3 separate regions of the Mus musculus genome follow, and all the other regions are linked to region 3. Evidence: chromatin contacts called from public HiChIP or PLAC-seq and Micro-C data. All regions are on one chromosome and are shown on one strand. Each heading gives the region's core, a stretch centred on a gene start, on an enhancer-like site or on the middle of the called end of the contact. The rest is flanking DNA. Distances are from core to core; before and after follow the strand shown. Region 1 has its middle 100 kb from the start of Gm29851. Region 2 overlaps Gm40016 (a long non-coding RNA gene). Region 3 has its middle 37 kb from the start of Gm29851.

Region 1 (4,059 bases), core at 1,214-3,713, 140 kb before region 3:
TTCCATTCGGGCTTCTTCCCAATCCTATTGGCCTCTCATTCGCCATAACTTCCACTCTGAGTTAGATGGAATTCATTCCCATGCTCAGATCACAGCCAGTTCTGCAGTTTGCTGCATGTTAGTGTGTCTAACTCAGCTCTCCAGCCAATGTACTGAGTTAAGAGATTTTTGTTTTCTGTTGTTTTAATTTTGACCACCATTTTATTTCTGAGATCTCCATATCTGCTGCATTTTCACGGAAGCCATTTTCTGCCCACCCTCTGTTAAGTCTGTTTTCTCAGGCCAGGTGCTTCTGGCAGCCCTCTGTTGAGGTGTCAGCTTCCTTCAGGTGTATGGGAGTTTCTGATATCTACAGATGACCATGATATGAAATAGAGGATCTGCTGTCTAGGGAGGTCTAGGGAGGGCCCAGTGATTTCTCACACAGAAAGGTACAGTTTGTCGTGGGAGGCGAATTTACACACTAGATGTTCACGTCCTGGGACTCCCAGAGATTATATTGTGCTCATTGCCTGACCCAAAGTTCTGTGTACTTGGTGCAGGATGCCGAAGGATCACCCTGCTTTACTGTCTGTTCTGCCACAAGACTCCTGTTTCTCATGTCTGCAAGTGTGGAACCCTCACACAAGCACTTTCTGCTGTAGGATGTGGTTTCCTTACACAAACTGAAATCGTCTTTTCTTTTTCATCTTTCGCAAATTCAGTGTGGTTTACATGAAAAGAGTATCCACTTGCTTTTGCTTTCCAGACTGTTACGAATGTGCACAGCATCCTCTGCCTACTGTGTATGTAGACTGAAGCAAGTGAGGACAGAAAAAAATATGCGTTCATTCTATCATCCTAAATCACGATTTTTAAACAGTCCTTTGTAACTCTCCCATTAGAGTCAAAGGGCTTTTTTTTTTCTAGTTAATAATTTTAGTATTCTGTGTGTGCATTTGTGTGTGTGTGTGTGTGTGTGTGTGTACCAATGCTGTACAATACCATTCCTAAGAAGATAGAAATAAAAGTCTATGCCCCACATATGAAGCCAATGACAGATCAAAGTAAAAACACCGTGAATTCCAATCTAGCAAGCCTAGGAGACTAGGATTACTTAGAGGAATATAAACCAGCATTTACATACAGAAACAGAGCAACTCAAAGAGCTAGCTATACAAGCTGTGACAGCTCAGAAGAGCCTGGAACTTAGGGATCTGAACAAATTGCAGGCAGCTCAACATTTGTCCTCCAGGCACCTAGGCTGGTTTGAAGCTCTTACTGCTCATAGAACCTTGAATAGGGAGGGGTCAATTTCAGGGACTTCCTGAGACTTCTGAGTAGTTTACTTCCTGAGTCTTAAGAAGTTTACCTTTAAAACTTTATGGGTCCGGAAGAGCCTTTAGAAATTACTTAATTTCCTCACCACAAGGAATGTTTTAAAACGAAGGAAATGGCTCCACAGCAAGGCATCTCTGTTCTTTCTAGGTCCTTAGTTGGGATCTTCAGAACTATTTCAAATAGCAATGGACATGGTGGGAGACCTGCTCAACCCCTCCTCATTCTTTTCTTCCTTACACTCGCAAGTGTGTGTGTGTGTGAGAGAGAGAGAGAGAGACAGAGAGAGACAGAGAGACAGAGAGACAGAGAGACAGAGAGACAGAGAGAGAGAGAGAGAGAGAGAGAGAAGCGCTGAAGGACAACTTTGCATAACTCATTGTCCTGAAACTCACCAATTAGACTAGACTAGCTGGCCAGCAAGCTTCATCAATCCCCCTGTCTCTGTTGCCTCAGCACTAAGACTGCAAGTGTATACCACCAGACCTAGGTTTTCATGTGGGATTTAGGGATCTATCTCAGGTCCTCGTGTTTTCCTGCCAAGTGCCTTACCCACTCCACTGATCCTTTCCTCCCTAGTGCCCACAGAAAAATAAGGATGCACCCAAAAGCCACATTGTTATCTACAGGATTCTCTACAGCTTGGTAAGATTATGGAAAGACATCTTATTCAGGTTGTACAAGGCAGAACCTTTGTTCGACGAGCTTGCTTTAAAACTGCACGAAGACATAATTTAAAAATACAGTGCATGAACTGAGCAGATCCGGATGGCAGAGGCCGGGGATCCCAGTTGAGGTAGGATTTTAGAAGTTCAAGGCTTTGCCTGAGCTACAGAGGGAATTAATTTATAGCTTGCCTGGGAACCTTGGTTAGACCCAATCTCGAAGAAACAACAACAAAAACAAACAATCTAGGGGTAGCTCAGTGGTCCAGTACTTGCCTAGCAGGCACCAGGCCAGAGGTTCAAGCCGCAGCATTTCAAAGTAATACAGAAAGCAAGCCTGTGAAAGGAAGGCTAGTAAGAGGCTGGGTTCTGAAGGAGCTGTGTGAGAGGGGCGTTTTCTGTCCAGCTCTGCTTTTAATGTGGTCCTGGCTTTTAAAAATCCATTCAGTTTTCTTCCTCGCCCTCAGCCCAGGAGCAATTTAAATAACAAAGACATTTTATTGAGTCCTGAAAACAATTTGTCCTTGAATTTGCCTGGGATCTGCCCTGTGCTGGGAAGGGAAATGGTTCTTTGACAGCCTGCCAATTTCCCCTTGGTCGTTTATCTTATTTCCCTGATAAGATTTGCATTGTTTGTAAATTGCCCATTTCGCCCAGACTTTCAAATGGCTGACTTAGGCCTGCCTAATCCTCGCTGTCTAAATGCTACTGCTCATTCTTCATTTGTATTTGTTCTTTTCTTCTCTCTCTCTTGATTAATTCTTCTAAACCTTTGTCTCATTAGTATTTTCAAAGAACCCAGTTTTTACAGTTATTTATCAACTGCACACAGTTTTCCAGTCTGAATTGTATTACCACCTTCCTAACTTGCCCTCAGTTCCGTACTTATTTTGAATAGTTTGGAAACATCTGGAGCTTGAATTCATTTCTCTTGTCTCATTCTTTGGAGCTATGCATCTCCCTGTAGTTTCCGCCTTGACCACATCTCAGATTTTCACGGCTTTTTAAGGTACTTGCTGCCTTGCTTAGCACTGTTTAGCATGTGCCCAGTTCTAGGTTTAAAACTTAGCATTGTAAACAAAACAAACAAAACAGAAGAGAAAGCTCCTGAAACGAAGGGCAGTATAAGACTAGCATCTGGAGGAACTGGAAGGAGGACCATTTTCGATCAGACTTGTGACAAGACCAATTTTATGACTCTGACGTCATTTCTAATCCCTGCACTTCTGCAAGTTCAGGATCCCATGTCTTCAGCCTTCTGCTCTTCGGCCCTTCAGCTGTGGCAGTAAGGCTTTCCAGTCCTCCTTCTCTTTCCTTTGTCGTCACCACCATCACACAGATCGCATCCTGCTGTTGCAGGATCTGTTCAACCTGATCCCTGTCTTCCCAACGCAGAGGTAACGCATCCCCTGTAGAGCAGTGCCTAGAAGCACACCTTGTTCTCATCAGCTGCCCTGAGTGTGCTGAAACCCGTGAATAGGTGCTTTTTTTTTCTTTCTTTCTTTCTTTTAAATTTCAATACTCAATATTCTAAGAATGAAATGACATCAGGGAGGTAATTGCTATAGTGTAAGATGTTGAAAGGGTGAATAATCAAACTCAGATGGATTTCTTGGAAGGGAAATCAGTTTACAGTTCAAACATGGGGCCTGGGTGGAGATGTATAACCAGGGGAAGAAATTAAATCACACAAGAGTCAGGGGCAATGGTCAGAATAGTATTAGACTGTGAGACAAAGGAGCCAGGGAGCAGGAGCGTCCAGCAAGACCAGATGACCAGAAGACAGGGTCTGCTATGTGGCAGGCCCACTGAAGACCTCTGTTCACCTGATGTGGTGGAAGAATTGAGGCTGCAAAGTGTGTCCAGTCCAGCCTGCTGGCTTCTGCTGTGTGTTCAAGCTGTTAATATCACTTAGTAACTTTACAGCTTTTACTGTACATCCCGTGTTGCTGTATGAAGCTGAATCAATATCAACATCGCAGAAAAAAGCTTCTCAAAAGGACAAGAGGATGGTCACCAGCCACTGGCATAAGCAGCCATAAACCTAGGCTGGGAAAACTCTCCATCTTGCTGAGAC
Region 2 (3,920 bases), core at 190-2,689, 240 kb before region 3:
AAGCCTAGAACAAAATATTAATAGGCAGAAGTAGCCTGTGCTAGACAGGATGCACACTGACGCCCTGGGCATCTGTTGGCGGAAGCCAGAGCAAGTGGATTGATAGGCAGATTGTCATTAATAGGTGAAATAGAGCAGGTGCCATCTCCACAAGCCTCCTCCCCATCCCCCACCCACATTCCACAGCCAGGGCACTAGATGGGGCTGAGTCTATGAAAACTGTCCTTGGTAAGGGTTTTGCATAACTATGGTATTTGAAGGGCATGATCTGTTTACATTTTCTCTAGGCTCCGCCCAGCAGTTACCTAGCAACAACCAGGTACCAGCCTGGCTCACATATAAAAGGACTATTCAGTCTCTCTCTCTCTCTCTCTCTCTCTCTCTCTCTCTCTCTCTCTCTCTCTCTCTCTCTCTCTCTCTCTGCCTCTCTCTCTCTCTCTCTCTCTCTCTGCCTCTCTCTCTCTCTGTCTCTCTCTCTCTCTCTCTCTCTCTCTCTCTCTGTCTCTCTCTCTCTCTGTGTGTATGTGTGTGTCCCCATCTCTGTCCCATCTCTGCCTCTACTTCCTTCTCAACACTCCTTCCCATGTTCCTAAGTAAACTCTATTCTATACTACACCCTTCTTTGTTGGCTGTTACCACTGCAGAGGGATGCCTCAGGATGGGCCTGCTGAGTCAACCCCCTCCCACCACACCGTACCGTGCTCCACAAAACATATCTTTGGTTTTATAAAACACATCAGGATGTTGGCTACAAAGGAATCTCTAGTACTTCAGCCTTACTTTCTGGATAGCTTTACAAACTGTCCCAAGATGGGCTTCATTTTGTTTTACAGAAATTCTGAACTTTACAGGTATTATTTTTATGCACATAAACATTACTCCTCCCCTCTTTCCTGTCACGATGGTTTTCAGTACCTATGCTAGTACATATATTTGTGGATCTATACAACGTTCCATCAGCAGAATAATTCCAACAGTGGAGTAGCTGGGTTACAGAATATACATATTTTCAATCGCTATTTAGCCAGACTTCTGTCAGAAATGTCTGTTCTAGCTATATGATAAGATTGTATTTCCCCCATCTTTGTAACACTGGGGATTGCTACATTTCTGTGTTGAGGAACAAAACCACGCATTGTTTAATGTTACTTTTGTTTTGAGTTTTTGCAGCGGAGGTGGGCCTTGGCACCTCTGCATCTTCCCCACCTCTCTTCCTGCTGCTTTAAACTCCCAAGTTGCTTCCTGGGAAGTCTTCTGAAGCCAGAGAATCACAGTAACGTTCTTCTGTGGGCCTAGGGAGCGCGCTAATGTTAACAGGCAGCGTTCGGAGCAAAGGTCTCTCCGGGTTTCCACATCTGCAGCTTTGTACAGGCCCTCACCTCTGAAAAGCCTGAAAGCGTGAAGCCAGGCTTGGCCTAATGTGAATTAGCAAGACAAAGAGCTGTCGAGGGGCGGAGCGGTGATGAGCTTTAATTTACTGAAGATTAATGAGCCCTCGTGGATCTGCCCCAACCACCCATTTTCTATCTCCTCTGCCCACATCGGCTTTGTTAGCGTGTGTTGGTCATTTAGAATTATCCAGCAACAATCTCACCACTTAAAGAGGCATACTGATGGGAGCCGAGGGCTGGAGGGTTCATGCTCTGAACACAGGACCCCAGAGCTGGAAAGACTGGAATGTGGGAATGTCTCCGTGGCCCCGGACCCCACCCCACCCCCACCCCTTGACTTTTGTTTGTGGCCTCAGCCATTTGAGGCTGTTTGTTTACTTGAGCCTAGGAATAAAGCCTCCCAGAGGCCTGGCTTTGGCTGGGGTGAGTCTCCCGAAAACCAGTGGCAAACCTTTCAGACTCAATGGAGCAAATCCAATACTACTTCAAAGCTCAGCTTTCTAGTGGAAGATCTCTCTGGGGTAATACAAATGTCACGATAGCTTCCCCATAATTCCCAACGAAAGGGAAACGCTATTAGCCTTGGGCTTCAGCTCATTACCAGGGTGCTAGAGAATTCTCTCGAGTTTTATCATCAGCAACTATCAGAACTTTCCAGGCCTCGACAAGTTTTTATTTGCCTACCCGTGCAATGGGTAGATGTTGCAAGCTTTGTAAGGGGAAGCCTCAACGATTATCCCTAACCTTCCTGTGCTTCTCTCGGGGTTCATGGAAATAAAGGGAAGGCTTTCTCCACTGAACCGGTTGGAAACAGTAACAGGATTTATGCCAAATTCTGAAGAAGCCTTCCTGCAAAGGCCTGCAAAGACACAGAACCCGGGTGGTGGTGTACCCCTCACAGATTTAAACTAATAAAAATAAACAAATAAAAGTAGAGTATGCTCTAATTTAAAACCAAAAAAACCAACAGAACAAGAAAGAAGGGCTATTCTTTCAATATGAAGAATTATCCTTGAGCATTGTCAGCTGGACTAATGGAATAAATACAAACAGAAAGTCAGCTGGTGGGACTATGCCCCAGTCCGGCTTTGCCCTGCAGCAGGACAGTGGTGGAGCTGCCATCACAACATCCCATGCTCCACCCAGAGAAGGAATCCAGAGACAGCAAGAAGATGAGAAGAGAGTCTGCATTAGGCCTGCTTGAAAATTCTAGTCAACTTCGAGGACCCAAAGCAAATAGCTTTAAAACAACATCCAAGCTGTTTGTTTTCCCATCAAAATACAATCACGTGTTTGACTGTGGGTTGTCACATACATCATTCTTAATCTGTCACTGCTGAAACCAGTGCGACAGTCGCAGTCCTCAATTAATGCAAATTAAACCAGTTGTCTTGTCTATAATTGTCTAAACTAGCAAAGTGCCTTTCTTTGGTGACAGGGCATCCCGGACTCCTTGCTCTGTTACCCCTAAGGGCCCAGCACTTGTTTCATGCTTTATCTCTTTCTTGTGGCTTTTATCCACACAACATTAAAGGGACTCTCTTCCCTTTATGCAGGCAAATAAAAAGTAGATTTAGAGAACAAAGATGAAAAGAGACATTCCACTGATGGAGTACTTCAGAGTCCAGCAGCCTCGTGTTCAGACGCTGCCCAAGTTAAAAGTTGTGCTGGGTTTTTTGACATCAGAAACTCATACCAAAAAAAAGGGTCGGGGGAGAAAAAGAAAAAGAGGATGTTCCCATAAGGACTTGTACATTAAAACGAAATAGTACCATTGGCTGCTCTTGTAAAGGCATTTCCAGGCCTTGGCTAACAGGAAAGAAGAGCTCACAGGCAGCAGGCTGCCATTTATCCTCACAATCTGGTTTCTCTTAAAGGACATTGTCCCTAAGTGCAGAGCAGGTAGCAGAGTCGGAACTGAGCCACTACATGGCAGGCATCCAAGTCCCTAGCAGAAAAGCAGGCTGGGACCGTCTGTGGTGAACTGAAGAGACCCCTAGGCTTTCTTGGGCAGGTAATCATAAAGCAATGAGAATTCACATAGTTTCCCAAAAGAGAGCCCTCATAAGAAGGGAGCTGACTTCTTTCCAGAACCTTCTAAAAGTCCCAGGAGTACTAATCAGAAACAGCTTATGGGCCCAGCTTTGGTCAGAGATAAGGTTGATGTCACCCTCATTGAGTTTTCCTCTCTCATTGCCATCCAGATGAGGTCACAGGTTTGCACATGCACCTTCCCTCTGGCCGCACTTGAATCATGTATGTGATTTGATTGAAACAGGCTTTCTCCTTGCTACCACACATCTTCCCTCACAGGTCAAACGTCACTGAGGTGGATATCTCCGTGCTGAGAAGCTCTGAAATCCAAAGCTCGCTGAGCATTGGCATGACACATGGGGCCGTGGTACACCTGCCTTCCTGTGGGTGGATCTCAGAAATGCAGGCACATCGACACTGTATAAAATTATCTCAAGGCTGTGTGGGAAGGTATGTAGAGGACATCAGTGAATGCCATGCTTAGACTCAGGCTCT
Region 3 (4,101 bases), core at 110-2,609:
TCAGCATGTCCTTGTGCTCAGGGACCCCAGCCTCAGAATATCCGACAGTCTCAAAAGCCTTGCATGCATTCTAAAATTAGCTATCTGGCTGGGGTAGGGGTGGGGGGTCATCAGACTCAACTCAAGTGCAGTTGAACAGAGCACATTAACTTCCTGACAGCTTTGTTCAGAAACACTCAAAACAAATGACCTGCTGCCAGTATAAATGGATGCAGCAACTCTTTGCTCCTTACTGAGGTAAGCATTGGTGTGTTTGGACATGTTTGTCCCTCAAAGCTTGCATGATGGAAGGTTGGTTCCACTGTGGCAATGTTAAAAGGGAATAGGACCTATAAGAGATACAACTAATGGGACGTCCTTAGGTCATGGGGGCTTCTCTCAGAAGAGTTTCTATATTTCTCATGGGTCCCCTGAGTTCACCCTCAAGAGAGAAAACTGACAAAAAGCCTGAGCCTGACCCTGGGTGAAGTGGAATTTTCTGGTTTTGTTGGAGATTCAGTTGTGTCATGTGGTGTTTTTCTGGAAGCTGTCTGGTGAAAGGACATGTGATGTTTGCTGGAGCAGAGACTTAAGAGCACATGTGATGTTTAAAAAGTGTAAGTATAGCCAACAGACAGTGGATGATGCTCTGGCATGGGTTCACCTTGCTGGTCTTTATCAGGGTTCACCTTGCTGGTCTTTATTGGGGCTCACCTTGCTGGTCTTTATCGGGGTTCACCTTGCTGTCCTTTATCGGGGTTCACCTTGCTGCCCTTTATCGGGGTTCACCTTGCTGGTCTTTATCGGGGTTCACTTTGCTAGCCTTTATTGGGGTTCACCTTGCTGGTCTTCACTGATGACACCCTGGCATTGGTGCACCTTGCTTTCTTCTCTGGTCTCGGCTTGTCATGACTTCATAGAGAGATATACACCAATGAACTTCTGTTCATTAATTCTGTTGCTACTTCATAACTAATTCTGCTACTGTTAAGAATCATAATGTAAATATCTGTGTTTTCCGATGGTTTTAGGGACCCCCTGTGAAAGGGTCATTGATTTCCCCAGGGGTCCTGACCTACATGTTGTGAACCTGAGTGCTGCACTAACCTAAGGCTCACTGCAGAGCCAGCGCTTCCCTGGCTCTCATTAACTCACTGGGTAGAAATTTCTGAGAGTCCACAATTAATAAAGATGCCTCATGCAGTCAGACCTCTGTGCTGATCGAACGGTGTGCTGATCAAACTCATGCGCAAGTGAAATCAGCAGCTTGGGCAAGAGGCTTTGAGGGCGGGATTTCCTCACCCAGTGACCTCACCCAGCAGGGATATCCTCTGAGGCAGATGCCTTGGAGCAACATTTAAATGTTCGACTCTCCCTCCCACCCCCACCCCACCCCTACACACACTGGCCTCTTCCTGCCCGCACAACCGCCTCTGGAGCAGTTAACTCTCACTGGATGATGCTGTATTCCTCAGTCTGCACCTCCCACTTAAACACAAAGTCCGCGAGGTGCTTTGTTATGGAGGCATCCCTGGAGCCTGGCAGGTTGTCATCAGTCGGAAGAGCGGAATGCTTGAAGGAAGGCGCACACTTCCGGAACTCCGCCCATCGCCAGCACTCACTGAGCACGCTGATACTGTCTCTTTTCCTACTCCTGGGCCATTCAAGGACTTGGAGCTATGGACATATACCATGACATATACCACGATGAAGAACTGAATCGAACGTCCTCTCAAGAGTAGGTTCTCATGGATGAATATCCACTGGCAAGCTAGGTCTTCCCTGAAGGTCTAACTTTCTGAGAGCCTAGTGTGAATTGACTTGAGAAGGAAAAAAAAAATGTTTTTTGGTTGTTGTTTTTTTTTTTAATTAAAAAATTAACGTATATTTATTCTCAATTCTGAACTTTCTTTTCCCTTCCTAGCAGGCCAGATGCATACCTCACATGTAAACTGCATAAATAAGCCGTTGGTTAGTCAGCTGTGGTGGAATTTTCTAGCTGGCTGGTCCCTGATACTGTGGTCTCCCTAACTTACCCAGAGTGCCTAGGTGGCCGTGGGCTGCCGGACAAGTGGATCCCAGACTCTTCCTGGTCTTTTGTTCCAATGGAGCTGCCTGCAGCTGTCCGCTTTTTGGGGGACCTTCTCTCATCTCTTAACATCGCTCTATTGCTTGTCTCTTTCATGTTATAAGCAGAGATAGGCTTGTTCAAGTATCTAGGAGCTTGCAAATTTAAAAACAAAAACAAACAATCAAACAAACAAAACCATCAGATTGACCATGAGCTAGCTGTGCAGAGCAGAAATATTTCATTTCCTAGAAAGCCTTTCCACTCAGCCCGCCACAGCTAACCTGCCCTGGACATTGCGTGGCTGTACCCGCCGCCCAGTGGACAGACTGGGTACTGCATTTGCAGAATGCAACTCTTTGTCAAGGAGTAAAGATCTGCTTCAGGCTGGATTCTTTTTCTTACCTGTACACCGCACCACTCTCCTGGAGAGGTACTGACCAAGTAAGGAAGAAGCTTGCAGAGGAAGAGAATAGGGGAATCTCTGTAAAAATCATCGCTGTTCTAATTTTTTCTTGAAATTATGGAGGGGGAAGATCTTTTAAAATGGACAATTGTGAACAATTTGCACAATGTTTGTGCAAAATGCAAACTGGAACCCCAACTTACCCCAGGTCCCATGCTTGGAGCTCTCTTTCTGACTCTCTAATCTCCACACATGTCACCATTCCCCTGACCTGGATTTTTACAGCACAATCTACCCTCCCAAGACTCGGGTGGATTAACAAACAAAAACCTTTTCCGTCTGAGATGGGGCCTTGTTTTGTAACCCAGGTTGGACTTGAACTCATTATGTAGTGTGGATGAGCTCATTATGTAGTTGTAGAACTCCCAAGCTGGTTTGGAATTCATGGTTCCCCTGCCTCAACCTCCTACATTGAATCCTCCTTTAGAGGCTGCTGTGGCTCAGAGTCTCTGAGGTACACAGGGGTGCACACAGTTCCCACGACCCACAGTGGTCTACAGTGGCTGAGGCTTCTTCTCAAAGCAAACTATATCTTACACGAATACCTTGACCCCTTTAGATGTGCTGAGCTGTGGGATGGAGGCTGTGGTCAAGGTAGAACATCTCTGAATGGAACAGAACAGAACCTATCTGACCAACACACACACACTCACACATTACTATCATGACTTGGAATGGGCTTTGTTTAGTGAGTTATAACAAGAGCTGACCAGTCAGGGGACTTCTTCAGAAATGGCTGGAAAATAAGACCATATGCCAGTTCAAGTCTATCATCATCACCACCATTATCATCACTATCATCATTACCACCACCACCACCATCATCATCACCACCCATCATCAATGTATCAACTATTCACATTTCCTGGTCATTTGCCATAGCACTAACCTGATAGAAAGAGAAGCATTTTCTCTTCTGTGTATCTCTTTTATTAAAAGAATATTCTCAGAAGCCTCAAGCGAGCTTCTTTTCTGTTCTATCGACCCGTGCCCTGCTTTAGCTACAAGTGATACCAGGAAGGACGCTAGCATGCATGTTGTGCAGCTTTACTATAGGAGATAATCCAGCCTGTAGGACTTAGAAGATAGGTTGCTAAATAACCATAAACTCTTAGCTATAGTCTTTCTCCTCTGCATATGCATGCATGTGCACACATACCAGTGTTCTGGGTTACATGGGATGATCAATGAAAGAGAGACACTGCAGGACGGATTTGGGCTTCTCAGCAGCTGGGGGATCCACCTCTCAAGACTAAACTCTGAACCTGCTTGCAGAGCCTCCTAATTGTTACACAAAAGGCATGTTTAGCAAGCCAATTTCTGCATACCAAAACCTCTTATCTGATCTAGGAGTTGTCTGAAGGAACTATTACCTAAGCAATTCTCAGCCAGAGGAGACTTCTTAGCTTGCCAGGAATGTCTCAGGACTAAGTTATGCAAAGGCTTTATGAATTCTTCAGAAGAAGCAGCCTCATAAAACCTCAGATAGCAATCACAGACGATTTACAAAAGGCTATTTCAAAGCCTAGGTACCTTCACCCCAGAATTCATGCCAGATACAATGGCTCTGCCAAAATCTGCTATGAGC

The links. A called contact is a pair of places that touch in the nucleus more often than the background predicts. HiChIP or PLAC-seq counts read pairs in DNA pulled down with a chosen protein or histone mark.
Region 1: a contact with region 3 is called in an H3K27ac HiChIP or PLAC-seq map of embryonic stem cells, with 8 times the contacts expected there. The contact joins two enhancer-like sites. A contact is called at or near these places in 1 of 484 Hi-C or Micro-C datasets (nephron progenitors) and 3 of 115 datasets of contacts at active chromatin or transcription factors (T-cell acute lymphoblastic leukemia and embryonic stem cells).
Region 2: a contact with region 3 is called in a Micro-C map of embryonic stem cells, with 2.3 times the contacts expected there. The contact joins two enhancer-like sites. A contact is called at or near these places in 4 of 484 Hi-C or Micro-C datasets (embryonic stem cells and nephron progenitors) and 2 of 115 datasets of contacts at active chromatin or transcription factors (both in embryonic stem cells).

What each region holds. Positions count from the first base shown.
Region 1 is chr11:63,348,780-63,352,838 of GRCm38.p6, reverse strand. No RefSeq gene overlaps it. Among named protein-coding and RNA genes, the nearest start is that of Gm29851, 100 kb to the right of the region's middle. Within about 2 kb of position 2,463, at least 22 of the 459 cell types and tissues checked have an H3K27ac peak or open chromatin away from gene starts, as enhancers often do. A contact at or near this core is called in embryonic stem cells, where this site is marked.
Region 2 is chr11:63,452,855-63,456,774 of GRCm38.p6, reverse strand. Gm40016 (a long non-coding RNA gene) reads left to right here. Exons shown (of 4, transcript XR_879922.2): 3 at 3,705-3,875. Among named protein-coding and RNA genes, the nearest start is that of Gm40016, 9.2 kb to the left of the region's middle. Within about 2 kb of position 1,439, at least 44 of the 459 cell types and tissues checked have an H3K27ac peak or open chromatin away from gene starts, as enhancers often do. A contact at or near this core is called in embryonic stem cells, where this site is marked.
Region 3 is chr11:63,211,514-63,215,614 of GRCm38.p6, reverse strand. No RefSeq gene overlaps it. Among named protein-coding and RNA genes, the nearest start is that of Gm29851, 37 kb to the left of the region's middle. Within about 2 kb of position 1,359, at least 13 of the 459 cell types and tissues checked have an H3K27ac peak or open chromatin away from gene starts, as enhancers often do. A contact at or near this core is called in embryonic stem cells, where this site is marked.